2 separate regions of the Capra hircus genome follow, and region 2 is linked to region 1. A link is a contact called in public Hi-C data. All regions are on one chromosome and are shown on one strand. The core of a region is the stretch at or near the end of the contact, and the rest is flanking DNA. Distances in the headings are between cores, read along the strand shown.

The links. Hi-C and Micro-C count contacts between places; a contact is called where the count stands out from the background.
Region 2: a contact with region 1 is called in a Hi-C map of blood, with 5 times the contacts expected there. The contact joins two enhancer-like sites. A contact is called at or near these places in 3 of 5 Hi-C or Micro-C datasets (all in blood).

The regions. Positions count from the first base shown.
Region 1 is chr2:74,789,149-74,793,474 of ARS1.2, reverse strand. All of the region lies in intron 10 of DARS (aspartate--tRNA ligase, cytoplasmic), which reads left to right. Among named protein-coding and RNA genes, the nearest start is that of MCM6, 46 kb to the right of the region's middle. Within about 2 kb of position 2,879, at least 1 of the 5 cell types and tissues checked has an H3K27ac peak or open chromatin away from gene starts, as enhancers often do.
Region 2 is chr2:75,227,303-75,231,167 of ARS1.2, reverse strand. No RefSeq gene overlaps it. Among named protein-coding and RNA genes, the nearest start is that of TRNAT-AGU, 190 kb to the left of the region's middle. Within about 2 kb of position 1,572, at least 2 of the 5 cell types and tissues checked have an H3K27ac peak or open chromatin away from gene starts, as enhancers often do.

The DNA of each region.
Region 1 (4,326 bases), core at 1,630-4,129:
AGTAACATTGGGCTCTGCTTGTTTCTTCCCCATTCCTTTAAGTCAGGTTAGGCTGTTTGAGACTTGTCTTATTTCCCGAGGTAGGCTTTTATCACTGTAAATGTCCCTCTTAGAACTGTTTTGCTGCATCCTGCAGACTTTGGATTGATGTGTTTGTTTTCATTTGTCTCTCGGTATTTTTTTATTTCTTCTTTGATATTTTCTGTAACAATATGGTTGTTTAGAACCATATTGTTTAGCCTCTTTGTGTTAGTGGTTTTTGCTGGGGTTTTTTGTTTGTTTGTTTTTCACCTTGTAGTTAATTTCTAGTCTCTTTGAGTGTGGTCAGAAAAGATCCAGGATAGGATTTTAAGTTTACTGAGGCTTGTCTTGTGGCCTGCTGTGTGATCTATCTTGGAATGTTCCTTGTGTGCTTGAAAATAATGTGCATCCTGCTGCTTTTGGATGGAATGGTCTGTGTGTGTGTGTATGTCTATTAAGTTCATTTCATCTAATGTGTTTTCAAGGCCAATGTTTCCTTATTGATTTTCCATCTGGGTGATCTGACTATGGATGTAAGTGGGGAGTTAAAAGTCTTCTACTGTTTTGTGTTATTGTGTTATTTTTCCCTTATGTTTGTTAATATTTGCTTTTATTATTTAGGTGCTCCTATGTTGGGTATATTTATAGTTATTAGATCTTCTTGTTGGATTGATCCCTTTATCGTTATGTAGTGTCCTTCTCATTTCCATTTGCATGGAACATTTGTTTCCATCCTCTTACTTTTGGTTGGAGTGTGTCTTTAGATCTGAGATGAGTCTTTTGCGGACAACATATGTATGGACCTTGTTTGTTTTATCCATTCAGCCACTCTGTGTCATTTGGAGCATTTAGTCCATTTACATGTACTATGTTCTTATTGCCATTTTGTAAATTGCCTTCAGGTTTTTTTAATTTATTTTTTGTTTCTCTTTTTTTCTTCTTATGACTTGATGATTATCTTTAGTGTTAATATAAATTCCTTTCTCTTGGGTGTGTGTATCTATTATAGATTTTTGGCCTATGGTTACCATGAGGTTTATATATAGCAACCTATATATGTAGGTTCAGTTTGAGTGATTTCCACCACTTGGTCTTCCAGTATACTAATCTGTTCCTCTGTATCATCTAATCTCCTTAGGGGAGTATCATCTAATCTACTTATGGGAGTTCCCTTGTATGTAACCAGTTACTTTTCCCTTGCTGCTTTTAATATTCTCTGTCTTTAATTTTTGCCTAATTACAGTGTGATAAGGAAGCTACAGGGCTTCCCCAGTAGCTCAGCTGGTAAAGAATCCGCCTGCAATGCAGGAGACCCCAGTTTGATTCCTGAGTCAGAAAGATTCCCTGGAGAAGGGATAGGCTACCCACTCCAGTATTCTTGGGCTTCCCTGGTAGCTCAGACAGTAAAGAATCTGCCTCTAATGCAGGAGACCTGGATTGGGAAGATCCCCTGGAGGAGGGCATGGCAACCCACTCCAGTATTCTTGCCTGGAGAATCGCCATGGACAGGGGAGCCTGGCAGGCTACAGTCCATGGAGTTGCAAAGAGTCAGACATGACTGAGTGACCTAGCACGCACAGTGAACTTGTGGACTTCTTTGGGTTGATCTTATTTGGGACTCTTTGTACTTCCTGGGCCTGGATATCTTTTTCCTTTCCAAGGTTAAGGAAGTTTTCTGCTGTTATGTCTTTACATGCATTCTCTGCCCCTTTCTTTTCCTTCTTTGATTTGTATAATGTGAATGTTAGTGTGCTTGATGTTGTCCCAGAGGTCACTTAAATTGTCCTCTTTTTTTGTTTGTTTGTTTCATTTTTATTGGAGTATATAGTTGATTTACAATGGTGTGTTAGTTTCTCCTGTACAGTAAAGAGAATCAGCTATATGTATACATATATCCTCTCTTTTGGGGATGACCTTTAGGTCATCCCTTCCCATTTAGGTCACCATAGAGCACTGAGTAGGGTTCCTTGAACCTCTACAGTATGTTCTCATTAGTTATCTATTTTATATATAGTATCAATAGTGTATATATGTCAATCCCTATCTCCTAATTCCTCCTACACCCCTCCTCCCGCCTTGGTGTCCACACCTTTGTGCTCAGCATCTTTGTCTACATTTCAGTTGGGCAAAATTAATATCTGAACCATTTTTCTAGATTCTACATATATGCATTAATATACAATATTTGTTTTTCTGACTTCACTTTTTTTTTAACTTTTTATTTTGTATTGGGGTATAGCCAATTAACAATACTATGATAGTTTCAGGTGAACAGTGAAAGGACTCAGCCATACATATTCACATATCCATTCTTCTTCAAACTCCCCTCCCATCTAGGCTGCCACATAACATTGAGCAAAGTTGCATGTGCTATACAGTAGGTCCTTATTGGTTATCCTTTTAAATACAGCAGTGTGTATATGTCCATCCTGAACTTTCTAATTATCCCTTCCCCCAACCTTCCCCCGGCAACCATAAGCTCGTTCTCAAAGTCTCTGAGTCTGTTTTTGTTTTGTAAACTGTTCTCATTTTTAATTTTTCTTTTTATGTGTATTAGGTAGGTTAATTATGTTTCCTGATCTTGGAGAAATGGCCTTATGTAGGAGACATCCTGTAGGGCCCAGCGACACACTTGCCTCTGTTCAGCAGAGCAATATGTTCTAGGGATGCCTGCTATACATGAGCTATTGTAGGCCCTCCTGACAGGGCTAACTTCTGTGGGCATGCTGGTGGGCTTGGATGGCCCCCAGCCCAGTTGGTGGCCAAGTGCTGCCTGTGCTGAGGCTTCTGGTTACTGGTGGACAGGACAGGTCTTCCAGAACTGATGCCGACCCACTGTTTGGTGGGACCCAATCCTGGGCCCTCTGTTGGACATGGCCAAATCCTGAGGTAGCTGAGGTGTTTTGAGCAGGGGGTCTACAGCTGCTACTGGCCTGATGGTGGATGGCACTATATCCCCGTTGTGACTGACTGCTTGGCCTGGGGCTTCCCAGGACTAGTGCTAACTGGCTGGTAGGCTAGACCTGGAACTTGCTCCAATAGGCTAGAAGGAGATTTCCAAGATAGTGCTTGCCAGCAGCAGTGTCTTCATGATAGAATGAGCTCCCCAAAATGGATGCTGCTAACATCTGTCCCCAGGGGTAAATCTCAGTTGCCTCCTGCCTCTTTCGGAGGCTCTGCAAGATCAACAAATGAATCTGACCCAGGCTCCTTTCAAATTACTGCTTCTGCCCCAGGTCTCGAGATTTTACATGTTCCCTTTAAGTGGATTCACTGTTTCCTACAGGCCTTCAATTCTCCCAAGTGCCTGCCCCACTGGCCTTCAAAGTCAGACCTTCTAGAGAGTGCTTGTCTTCCTAGTGTAGGGTCCCTAGCCTAGGAAGCCCAATATGGGACTCAGTCCTCTCATTCCTTGGAGGGGATCCCTGCAGTTGTGATTATCCTCTCCTTTGTGGGTTGCCTGCCTGGGGATGTGAATATTGACTCTGCCACATCTCTGCTGCTCCTGCCTGTCTTGTTGTGGTTACTTCTTTATATCTCTGGCTGTAGAATATATTCTATGCTTGCCTTCATGTCATTCTTATCGATAGTTGCTGTGTAAATAGTTCTGATTTTGGTGTGCCCATGGGAGGAGGTAAATTCAAGGTCTTCCTATTCTGTGATCTTGGCCACTCCTCCCAACTTTTTTTTTTTTTTTACTCTTTTTTCTCTGAAGCATTTCTATACAGTTTATTTTAAGCAACTTCCATTCAGATAGTCTATAGAACAACAAATGTCTCCCTGTAAAACAAACTATCTTTTGAAACTACAGTTAAGAAATAGAGCTTTTCTCATTATTTATTTACTATATATTTTTAAAATTTATTTATTTGGCTGTACCAGGTCTTAGTTGTGGCACATGAGATCTTCCTTTTGGCATGTGAGATCTTTTGTGGTGCTAGGGGGATCTAGTTCCCTGACCAGGGTTTTAACTGGGGCCACCTGCATTGGAAGCCCATAGTCTTGAGCCACTGGACCACCAAGGAACTCCCTCATTTTTTTAACATTTTTATTTCATTTACATTTATAATTGAAGAAAGTTTATGAAACTCATTTATTTTAGGTATTGATATCTTCTCTACTTAATATTGGAAGTGGAATTTCCACTTTGGTTTTTGTAACAGAGCAAGCATGATTTGAGCAATTGGGATTAATCAAATCTCTGCTTACAAATTAGAGATTCAGACACCATTATCACTGGGCTTAATGAGTAGGCTTAAGATGGCAACTTGGAAATAAAAACCTTCTTCCTGTTTTCTATACATC
Region 2 (3,865 bases), core at 323-2,822, 440 kb before region 1:
CAGTACTTGACATACAATTAGTACTGAATAAATGTTCATTTGAAATATGACACTCATTTGACAATTAAGGTTATCAGTCTCCCAGGCGGGGCAAGTGTACCACACGCCATATCCACTGCCTGAAATGAGTAATGGAAGAACCTGCGTTAGCACACGGGTCCAACTAGAGGAATAAACAGTCAGTGGGAAAATATGCATTGGATACTGACTTTAGAACAAGCATCCTGATAAATGCAGAAGATTTATTAAAGAGACATGATCAAAGACCTAGATTTCCATCCAGTGATTAGAGTGGTCCTTTAACTTCTGTGGATTTCAGCTTTAACTTATTCAGGATGAGCAGTCTGGAGCATAAGCTCTATAAAGGCTCACACAGATGTATCCACATATCTGGCTTTTTCAATGGCCCATCAATATTCTTTTATTATTATTATTTTGGCCCACTGTGGGGCATGTGGGGTCTTAGTTTCCCAACCAGGGACTGCAGCTGCGTCCTCTGCATTGCAAGGCAGATTCTTAACCACTGGACCACCAGGAAAGCCCTCCCTCAGCAATATTCTTTTTGGGCAGATGCTACATGTACATTTGCACACAGATGAACAGACACAGGTGTCACCGGTGTAACAAGACAACATGTCATATCGCCAAGAGGAATCAAGGTGGAACGAGCAGTCCAGACACCTTGAGAAATGTCTAGGAGACGAGAGCTCAGGGAGCAGAAGGCTGCACACAAACCGGACTAGCGTGTGAGTCAGGAGTGACTGAGGAGGGAGGTAAATGAATCGAGAGGGAAGTCCATTGAGTGTGTATTGAGGACAGACAATAGTATCAGGAAGCAGGGAATGGCTTTTCCCACAGTAAATGCCTGTCTGTGAAAAGAAGATTTATGTTTAAAAAAAAAAAAAAAGCTGCCTCCACTTCTGTTCAATATCTCTCATCTGAACTCACTCCCATTTCATTTCTTTCTGCTTGTACACTAAGTTGCTTCAGTCGTGTCTGCGTCTTTGCGACCCTATGGACTGTAGCCCACTAGACTCGAGTGTCCGCAGGAGTCTCCAGGCAAGAATACTGGAGTGGGTCGCCATGCCCTCCTCCAGGGGATCTTCCCAACCCAGGGATCAAACCCCTGTTTCTTGCATCTCCTACATTGGCAGGCAGGTTCTTTACCACTAGCGCCACCTGCTGCTGAACCTCAAATCTAGATGAGGTTTTACCCCGCTGTACAGTCTCATACCATTCTGAACTTTTACTTTATGGCAAAAATCTCAGTTACACCCGTATGGAGGGTATTGTTTGTCTGTTGCCTTTTTTCCTACGAGATTAAGAGGTCTCTGAAAGCAAGACTTGACCTATTTGTTCATTGTTGAATCCCCCTCAAACCTAGAATATAGTTAAGTACTTATAATAAATGTGCAATTAATAAATGAAAATTAGCCAAATTTGGAAAGTGGGTCCCTGTCTAAATGGCAGGGCTGCTTTGTAGGCCCCAGTTGCTGTGGCTGAGCTTATCCCCAAGTCAAGTGAGGACATTACTGACAGGTGCAAACACAGCCTGCCCTGCAAACCTGGACCTGGACCAGCAGCTGGAGAAACACTACCAAGGAGTTTCATCAGCAGCCGGTCTCTGGCTGCTCACCACATGCCCTCCCCGTTTCCTCTCAGCCCAAACAGAAGATTACACTCCCTTCCAAACAAACTTCTGATGAGCTTCAGACCCCTCCCAGCCCTCCTCAGATGCACTAAATCAAGCATCCTGCCTCCAACCCATCCTGTAGTGAATGACATTGTCTGCACACACCCAAAACCCCCACCTGCGCAAGTGGATGCGTGCATCTCAGTCATGTCTGACTCTCTGTGGCCCCGTGGACTGTAGCCCACCAGATTCCCCAGCCCATGGAATCTTCCAGGCAAGAATACTGTAGTGGGTTGCCATTTCCTATTCAAGGGGATCTTCATGACCCAGGGATCAAAGTCATGTCTCCTGCATTGGCAGGTGGCTTCTTTACCACCGAGTCACCTGAGAAGCCCTGCACATCCCTGGAGCAATTTGTTTTTAAAAGAGCTGAAGCAACTCATTCTCAGAAAGCAGAGGTGACCTTGTGAAGGTCACACAGCTAAAAACTCATACAACGGAGCAGAAAAAAGCAAAGCTCTTTATCATCACATGAGTTACTATGCAGTGCTCACCATCAACCAGTCATTTTGCTAAAGGCTTCCTTATTTCGATCCTGTGAATCCTTACAATACCCTGTGAGATACATCTATCATCAATCCAAATTTATAGTAAGACCAGAGTCACAGATTTGTTACATCTCCAGCCCAAAGTCGTTCAGCTTGAAGTCAAAGCTCTGGATTCTGCTGTTAGTTATTCAGTCAGGTCTGACTTTGTGACCTCCTGGACTACAGCCCTCCAGGCTCCTCAGTCCATGGGATTCTCCAGTCAAGAATAATGGAGTGGGTTGCCATTCCCTTCTCCAGGGGATCTTCCTGACCCAGGGATCCAACCCCAGTCTCCCACACTGCAGGCAGATTCTTTACCATCTGAGCCACCAGTGGCTCCTAACTCAGGCTCCTAAATCCTGGATTCTAACTCAGGACCAAATCTGACCCCATGGCCTAAACTCTTTCCCCTGCATATTCGTCACACAGATACTGAGATGACATCTTCCCTAGCTTCTCACTCACTCACTCAGTTACAAACTCCTTAAGCAATGGGGCTACATTGTAGGAAAAGTGCCCCGTGATAAAAAGTGTTTGATGGGAGGATTCATGCATAGGGGTCTTTCTTCAGAAAAATTACAAATCCAGTCTCCAGTGTCCCATATCCACTCTTCCCATTTTTTCCAGACATGGCCTCTCTTTCTTGCTCTCCCATTCACATCAGAGACTGGACCTTTGATGCCTCTGCAGAGGCCTCCATTCAGGTCTTCCCTTCCTCCTTCCAATTGCTTCCCCACCACTCTTGAACTCAGTCATTTTTCCAGGAGGAGTGCCTCCAGCAAACTCAGCACCTGTAGCTAGCACATGCCTACCCTGCATATAGATCATGGTAGGTGCACAATTCAAGCACATCTTATTCACAATCTCTTTACAATCCAAGTGCATCTCACTTCAGCCAAGTCTTTACTATTAGTTCTGCAGTAAAGTCTCATTTGGTTCTCCAACACAACTATCAGATGCTGCTGCTCTTGGCCAGCATTTCTGTCATCCTGGGAGTAACAGGACTCTCACAGCCCTGGGGGCGCCCCCTACCCGGGGCTCCTGTACTCACATTTTAACTGAGAAGAAGGCCAGAGCATGGAAGCTGTAGGTATAGATGCTTTCCTCCTTGCATTGTCCTGCCCAGCCCTCTGAAACCAAGAGCTTAGAAATAGCTTCGATATATTGAGCACCTACTGTATACCTTCCTTCCTTTTTCCATTTGACCCTTAAATACACTCCATGAGTAGACAGTACTGTCCTAAATTTACAGGTGAAGAAAATGAGATCCAGAGAGATCAAGATAGCTTCCCAGAAGATATAAAGGATTTGGAAGTCAGCTTTGCCTGACCCCAGAACTTATAGTATCAGTCACCACACTAAGCTGCTTCATCCACTCTCTCTAAAAGACTTAAGATTTTGCAAAGCAAAATCCAGCTCTCCCCTTGCCAGACAATGCTGGCTAGAAGATCAATCCAGGGCACTGTGTATAGACAGCACACAGAAGAGACTGCATATGACATGCACGCAGACATTTGTGTTCTAATCTGCAATAAGACTTCTGCTCCCAGCTCTCAGGTTTCTTCCCGTATAATTGTTCCCACAAACCCAGTTTGATTTGCTGCTCCTCTTATTTATTCTTTGAATTAGGATTGTTTAGCTTCAT